Regions from separate parts of the Xenopus laevis genome. Here region 1 is linked to region 2. Evidence: chromatin contacts called from public Hi-C data. All regions are on one chromosome and are shown on one strand. Each heading gives the region's core, a stretch centred on a gene start, on an enhancer-like site or on the middle of the called end of the contact. The rest is flanking DNA. Distances are from core to core; before and after follow the strand shown. Region 1 has its middle 11 kb from the start of tesk2.S. Region 2 holds the start of toe1.S (target of EGR1 protein 1).

The links. A called contact is a pair of places that touch in the nucleus more often than the background predicts.
Region 1: a contact with region 2 is called in a Hi-C map of the XL177 cell line, with 4 times the contacts expected there. The contact joins the enhancer-like site here to the promoter of toe1.S in region 2. A contact is called at or near these places in 2 of 4 Hi-C or Micro-C datasets (the XL177 cell line and the XTC cell line).

What each region holds. Positions count from the first base shown.
Region 1 is chr4S:70,917,046-70,920,235 of Xenopus_laevis_v10.1, reverse strand. No RefSeq gene overlaps it. Among protein-coding and RNA genes, the nearest start is that of tesk2.S, 11 kb to the right of the region's middle. Within about 2 kb of position 1,620, at least 1 of the 7 cell types and tissues checked has an H3K27ac peak or open chromatin away from gene starts, as enhancers often do.
Region 2 is chr4S:70,848,834-70,851,897 of Xenopus_laevis_v10.1, reverse strand. It overlaps toe1.S (target of EGR1 protein 1), which reads right to left and starts at 1,540. Exons shown (of 8, transcript XM_018260838.2): 1 at 1,436-1,540; 2 at 867-995; 3 at 378-418. The coding sequence starts at 983.

The DNA.
Region 1 (3,190 bases), core at 371-2,870, 68 kb before region 2:
TCCAGTGTTGCCAATACCTTTTTTAAACTAGGGTTGCCACCTCACAGCTTTTACCAGCCTGGATGCTAAAAATGATGCTTAAAGCCAATGTTATTAATAGGGAATGAATATAAACATATAGGAAAGTTGATATGCTTTTTCCAGAAAATGTGGCAACCCTATTTGAAACACAATGCCCAGACAGCTCTAGATAGAGGGGAGGGCTGTGGAAGGCTGGGAAGAGCTCCCATTGGTTGAAGTGGAATGCAATGGTGGATAATAATAATCTCTGTACTTTTTCACAATGCAAAAATACCTTGGTTTTTTTCAGATGAAACCGTTATTGTAATTGTAATTTTACCACAGAAGCATTTTGTCACGGCCGGCACCCAATACCAGAACAGGTGCCGAGTACCCTGGTCTCGGCTCGGCTTCACCAGTAGTGTGACCACCGTTGGGCTTCGGGAGGAGCCCTCAGCTTACTTGGGTGCCACCTGGACTTAACGAGGGGTACAAGGCGAGATGTTCTGGCTAGCAGAGGGGCACGGCAGGTAGATAGTCTTTTAGGCCGAAGGTCACGGTACAAATGGAGCAGGCAAGAGAATCGTCAGACAGGCAGGGTCGAGGCAGGCAGATATCAAGAATCGTCAGGCAGGCAAGGTCGAGGCAGGCAGATATCAAGAATCGTCAGGCAGGCAAGGGTCAAACCGGGTAATCAAACAGATGGGGTCAGGCAGAAAGAGTAGTCGAGATGCAGGCTAAGGTTAGGATTCGGATATCAGAATAGTCGGGAACAGGCAGGGATCAAAACCGGAATAGCAGATACAAATTACACAGGAACAGACAGCACAAGGCTTCAGGAACCACCAGAATCAAGATTCTATCACGGGCACTGGCTGGGAGTCAGAATGGGCTTTATATACATTTGAAATTGGCGCCAAAACGAGCGTCAATACGCGCTGGCGTAGTACCAGTACCTTTAAGAGGCGCGCCCTAGAAGAATCAAGATGGCGCCGGACCAGGAGCGCGGCGGCGTGGCGGCCGTCCACGCCGCTGCACACTAGGTAATTTTATTACATTTCTAAAATCTCTTACCTTTGGCAAAATCACAAATCATGATGCAAAACCATCATCCCCACAACAAGGGGCGGTCCTGGGGCTGCTGCAGCCTGAGTCTGATTCCTCTTCTGCTCTGCACTTAAAACATCAGCGTTGGAGTGGGTCAAAGGGGGCCGCATCGCTAGTGCAATGCGCACAATAGCGATCACTGCACTAGCGAAGCTGAATTTTCGTGTTAAAACCTGGAAATTCGTCATACAATGAGGGGCCTTGACGTGGCACATGAGCTTACATAACCAAAGTGTGGTACTAACACCTCATTTTTTGTAATAATTATTTTTAAAGGCAAACTGTGCATTGGCATTATGTCTCTTTGTGTACAAATACTGCCTTTTTTATCATTATTAGCAGCTAATTAGCAACTCCAGATTGTGGGTTAGACCAAGCGCTGGCTATTTCTTTCTGTGTTTCATGAGCATTCTAATTTGTGTTTTACTCCATTTGCATTTCATTGCGTTTGTTTAGACCCAGCATGCAGCATTTCATGCACTTGACTCACGTTCAGCTGTCGATAGAATAGAGGGTTGCATTTTGAACCAGGGCTATAACTACAGAGGAAGTTGACTGCAGGGGCCCCATGAGGCCCTAATTCTTGTATAAGTTCAATATAAATATTGGTAAAACAGGTCAATATCTAGACATTTTGATGGGCCTGAAAAGTAATTTGCTGTGGGGCTATTAATATCTAGTTACACCACTGTTTGGAACAGACAAAAACGTAGTTGCACTTAAAAACTCACGATCAGCATGCGTTTGAGAAACACAGAAAAAAATACACCTATGAGTAACAGCCCTGAAAAGGCATAGCCATCTATTAATTAAATTTTTCCTATAGACTTTTATTGAGTTGTCATGCAGAGCCAGGCCAGACCATGCGTGCGCGCATGCGTGGAAGCGTAAAAAGATGTGGAGAGAGGGGACCTTACATGGGGTAGGCGACAGAGCAGGTACGTGCCTGGCACCCCCCCAGCTTTGCACCCTAGGCAAGCGCCTACTCTGCCTACCCCTAGTTCCAGCCCTGTTGTCATTGGATAAGTTTCTATGACTGAATTCACTCTGGCCCTATGTGTCTTATATAATGGAATGAAGTAACAATGAGAGGCCAATAATAGCTGGTAGTCTCAACACTAAACACTAAATATAGTGTTTAAATATAAGTTATGATGTAAATATGGTTGCAGTTGCACTTCTAAACATAATGGTGCTATTTAAATCCAATAGCTTTGACTATAAGATTTCCTAGCTTGTTTTTTTTTCTGCATCTAATGCACTAACTAAATATAGTTTCTCTTTTGCAGAATGTGCCTGAGAAATATTTCTACATTCAGTGGATTCACTGGTAAGATTTAACCCTTAAGTAACTAAGTGTTGCATCAGTATAAGTGGGTGGATTTATCTATGCAAGTTTAGAAAAAAAAATATTATATGTAAAGGATTTGGAAATGCCAAATAACAATTGTTTTTTTGTTGAATGGTATCTGTTTGTGGCAGTTAATTCACCCACAACGTAGTCCCTACTGTTCAGAAACAAGACCGGAAGAACATGCTGTGGGTGTGATTTCTTTTTGTTATGCAGTTGCAAAAGAAGAAATCTTCACACTTTAAAAGTTACTCTTCTCATTTAGCATGACCAGAGAGGAATAGCAATGGGATTCCAGTGCTAGATGATCTCTTCAATGTGAATATATGCAATACCTCCGGCTGTTCAAAGGAGCTCTTAACTACTTTCATAGAAGCAGACAAGCTGCTCTAGGTTTGCATTGTATCACCAGGCAAGGTACAAAAATCAAAGCAGGAGTAGGCAAAAGAGGCACCCCCCCCCATTGGGCCCTAAGCACATTTCTATTCTGCCTACCACCTCTCGTTCCAGTTACAGAAAAAACATATTGGACATAGACCACATTAGTGACCTTTGTGATGTCATAATGCCTGAATCCTCATTTTGTGGTTGAGATATTTCATTACAGCCATGATGTATGTGTACTTATGCCAACTTTGCAGTTAGCACATGGTAAACTGGGGAGGCCCATTTATCAAAGGCTGAATGTATCTCAATATTTACTGAAAACAACTCCGACCAAATCCGCACTGG
Region 2 (3,064 bases), core at 291-2,790:
TAGATAGCGCATATATATATAGAGAGAGAGAGAGAGAGAGAGAGAGAGAGAGAGAGAGAGAGAGAGAGAGATAACTTAAGAGTATGACTACAACTATTTTTTAGAAAGCTGTAGAAAGCTAATCTGAGTCCATCCCTTTACCTGCTGTGTGATACAATAAATGACAAGAACTGTAGTTTAGTTTAAAAGTCTACTATGGCACAGAAACATGACATGCCATGAGAAAAGAGAAAAGTTACTATGTGACTTTTTTTTGGTAAAGAGGCTTAGGCGATTGTAGTACTGTAACTCTAAGGCCCTGCCCCAGTTGAAATGCTGGGGTCTAATTAAGTCACTTTATCAACAGGTTCAGCTCCAAGAGCAGGTCTCTTACTTACTGGTTTAGCAAATGTTTCCTTTCTCCCAAGCCACTTAGCTCCTGCAAAGACAAGGAATGCACAGTGAGTTAGATCTCTTTAATTTAGTTTTAAAGGATTTTCACTAATTTTTAACAAACCTTTTCCGTTATGCTGAAAAAAGGCTACTGAAAGAATTCATCAAGGCTTCATATAACAGTAGGGTTGCACTGTAAAATTAAAACTCTGCATGTATACATAAAATAAGAATGGTGCTAAAAGCAACAAAATATATATCCTAAAACTACCTAATGCATAATTTTAGTTAGGTTTTCTTTTTATCTCAATTTTTTTCTATTATGGGTTCTATATTGCAATTATTTCTATATCTACTGTTATCATACAACTTCAAGATAATATTGAGAGACTCATTTTTAGTTTCCAGTTCCTCTGAAACTTTATTTGGTTAAGTCAATATTTCCTTTATATTTCACTAGGGGAATTGTTAGCCATTTTACTGCTGGCACTTACAGTGTCTACAGCTATAAAGGTGGATGTCTTCAGAGCCAGCAACAAGGAAGGCCAGAGTTCACTGAAGTTCTCATTGTGGATGTCAAGCACAGGGATTATTAAACTGGTCATGGTCATCTCATTGGTTGCCTGCATGTAAGGGGAGGCAAAAGAAAAACCATGTAAATCTGGACAGTTATTTGTATTCTGTTGCACCTTCACATTCACTAAAAAAAGACAATACTCTATCTGCTAATGAAACTGCAACTCTATGCTTCACCTATATAGCATTTTTAATCTAGTTTGAGTTAGTTAAAGTTATACTAATAAAAGAAACCACTACTATAGCCTCATGAGTCAAAAGCAGAAGGCGTGGAACAGACTGTATTGCAGTAACAAGCCCGTGCATGTAGAATTCCTAACAGACCTCATTTTAGCAACTTGGATTTGGTATCGCGTCACAGTACGATCAAGCTCTCGTCTGCCTATAACACTATACGGAATAAGATTGCCTTTGTTCTAAGCTATTAGACCAGGTACAAATGACGTAAAGTATTTCTTAGTACAAATGAAAGCACAGAATAACTCACTCGGAGTATGAGCTATTCTGCACTCATGGGCAACTACCAGCTTCCCCTTTACTTCCGGCGCATACGTATGACGTCTAATCACGTGTTCTGTTTTATGCGTTCTATTTTGTGCACAAGGGTGGCAGCATAAAAATGACATTTTTTCCAATCGCTGAAGTCCCCCTCTAGCCTATTATTCTAGTTAAAAAACAGAGGCAGAAGCCTGCTCTAGCAATCGTTTGCAAGTGCTACCTCCCTAGCTACTAAACAGTGGAAGGCAACGTGCTCAAAATAGCCTGTTTGTCTTTTGCTGCCATTGCCCTGGTGATCTTACACTTAGTTACAACCAACAAATTGCAAAAAATAAAGAACAGACACTTGAAATCTTCGGTACCTTCAGGTACTTGGTGTAGTGCCTAGATTTTACCATTCATAGCAGGCAGTTAAAACGAGAAATGGAAAGCTTATTTACAAAGTGTAAAAAATATGGTGTAAGGAAACTCTAGGGGGCAAATTCCGACGAAGCGCCTAACGCTAGCGTAGCGCATTTTCGTTATTTCGCAAATTCACTAATGGACACTGGCGTAAATTCGCTAGTGTTACTTCGCACCCTTACGCCTGGCGAATTTGCGCAACAGACGTAACTACGCAAATTCACTGACGCGCGCATTTTTCTAAACGCTACCTTTTACGCCAGACTTCCTTCGCCACCTCAGACCAGGCGAAGTGCAATAGAGTAGATAGGGATTGCTTCAAAAAAAGTTTTTTCTTTTTTTATGGGTGATAGGCTGAAAAAGATCGAAAGCTTTTTTGGGGCTACCCTCCTTCCCCCCTACATTTCCTAACTCATGGCACCTTAACTATACAGTGGGCACATGTGTAGGGCAAAATAAAAAATTGATTTGCTGTTTTGAAGGTTTCCCAGGCTTGTGTAGTGATGCTACATATATACTTCCATTGTAACTTCAATTTGGCGCTGTATGCAAATTAAGCATCGCTAGCGTAACTTTGCTTTTCTTGGCGAATGAATGCTAGTGCAACTTCGCAACCTTACGCTTCCCCTGAGCACAACTTTGGATTTTAGTGAATTTGCATATTGCTGGCGAAAGTGTGGCGAAGCGGACACTGGCGCAACTACGAATCTTAGTGAATTTGCCCCTAGATCTCTCCCCAATCCAGGTTAACTTTTAGTATGTTATAGAATGGCCAATTCTAAGCAACTTTTCAATTGGTCGTCATTATTTATTTTTTTGTAGTTTATGAATTATTTGCCTTCTCCTGACTCTTCTAGCCCTCGCTAAAGCTACACATGTATTGTTATTGCTAACTTTTATTACTTATCTTTCTGTTCCGACCATCCCCTATTAATATTCCATATTCTCATTCAAATCAGTGCATGGTCACTAGGGTAATTTGGACCCTAGCAACCAGATTGCCGACACTGCAAACTGGAGTGCTGCTGAATAAAAAGCTAAATAACTCAAAAACCACAAATAATAAAAAATGAAAACCAATTGCAAATTGTCTCAGAATATCACTCTCGACATAATACTAAACGTTAAATTAAAGGTGAACAAACTCTTTAACCACAAGCAGAGTACTGGTGAGATCACTCCTTTATTTATGCCAATAACACTCATGAGAGGGATA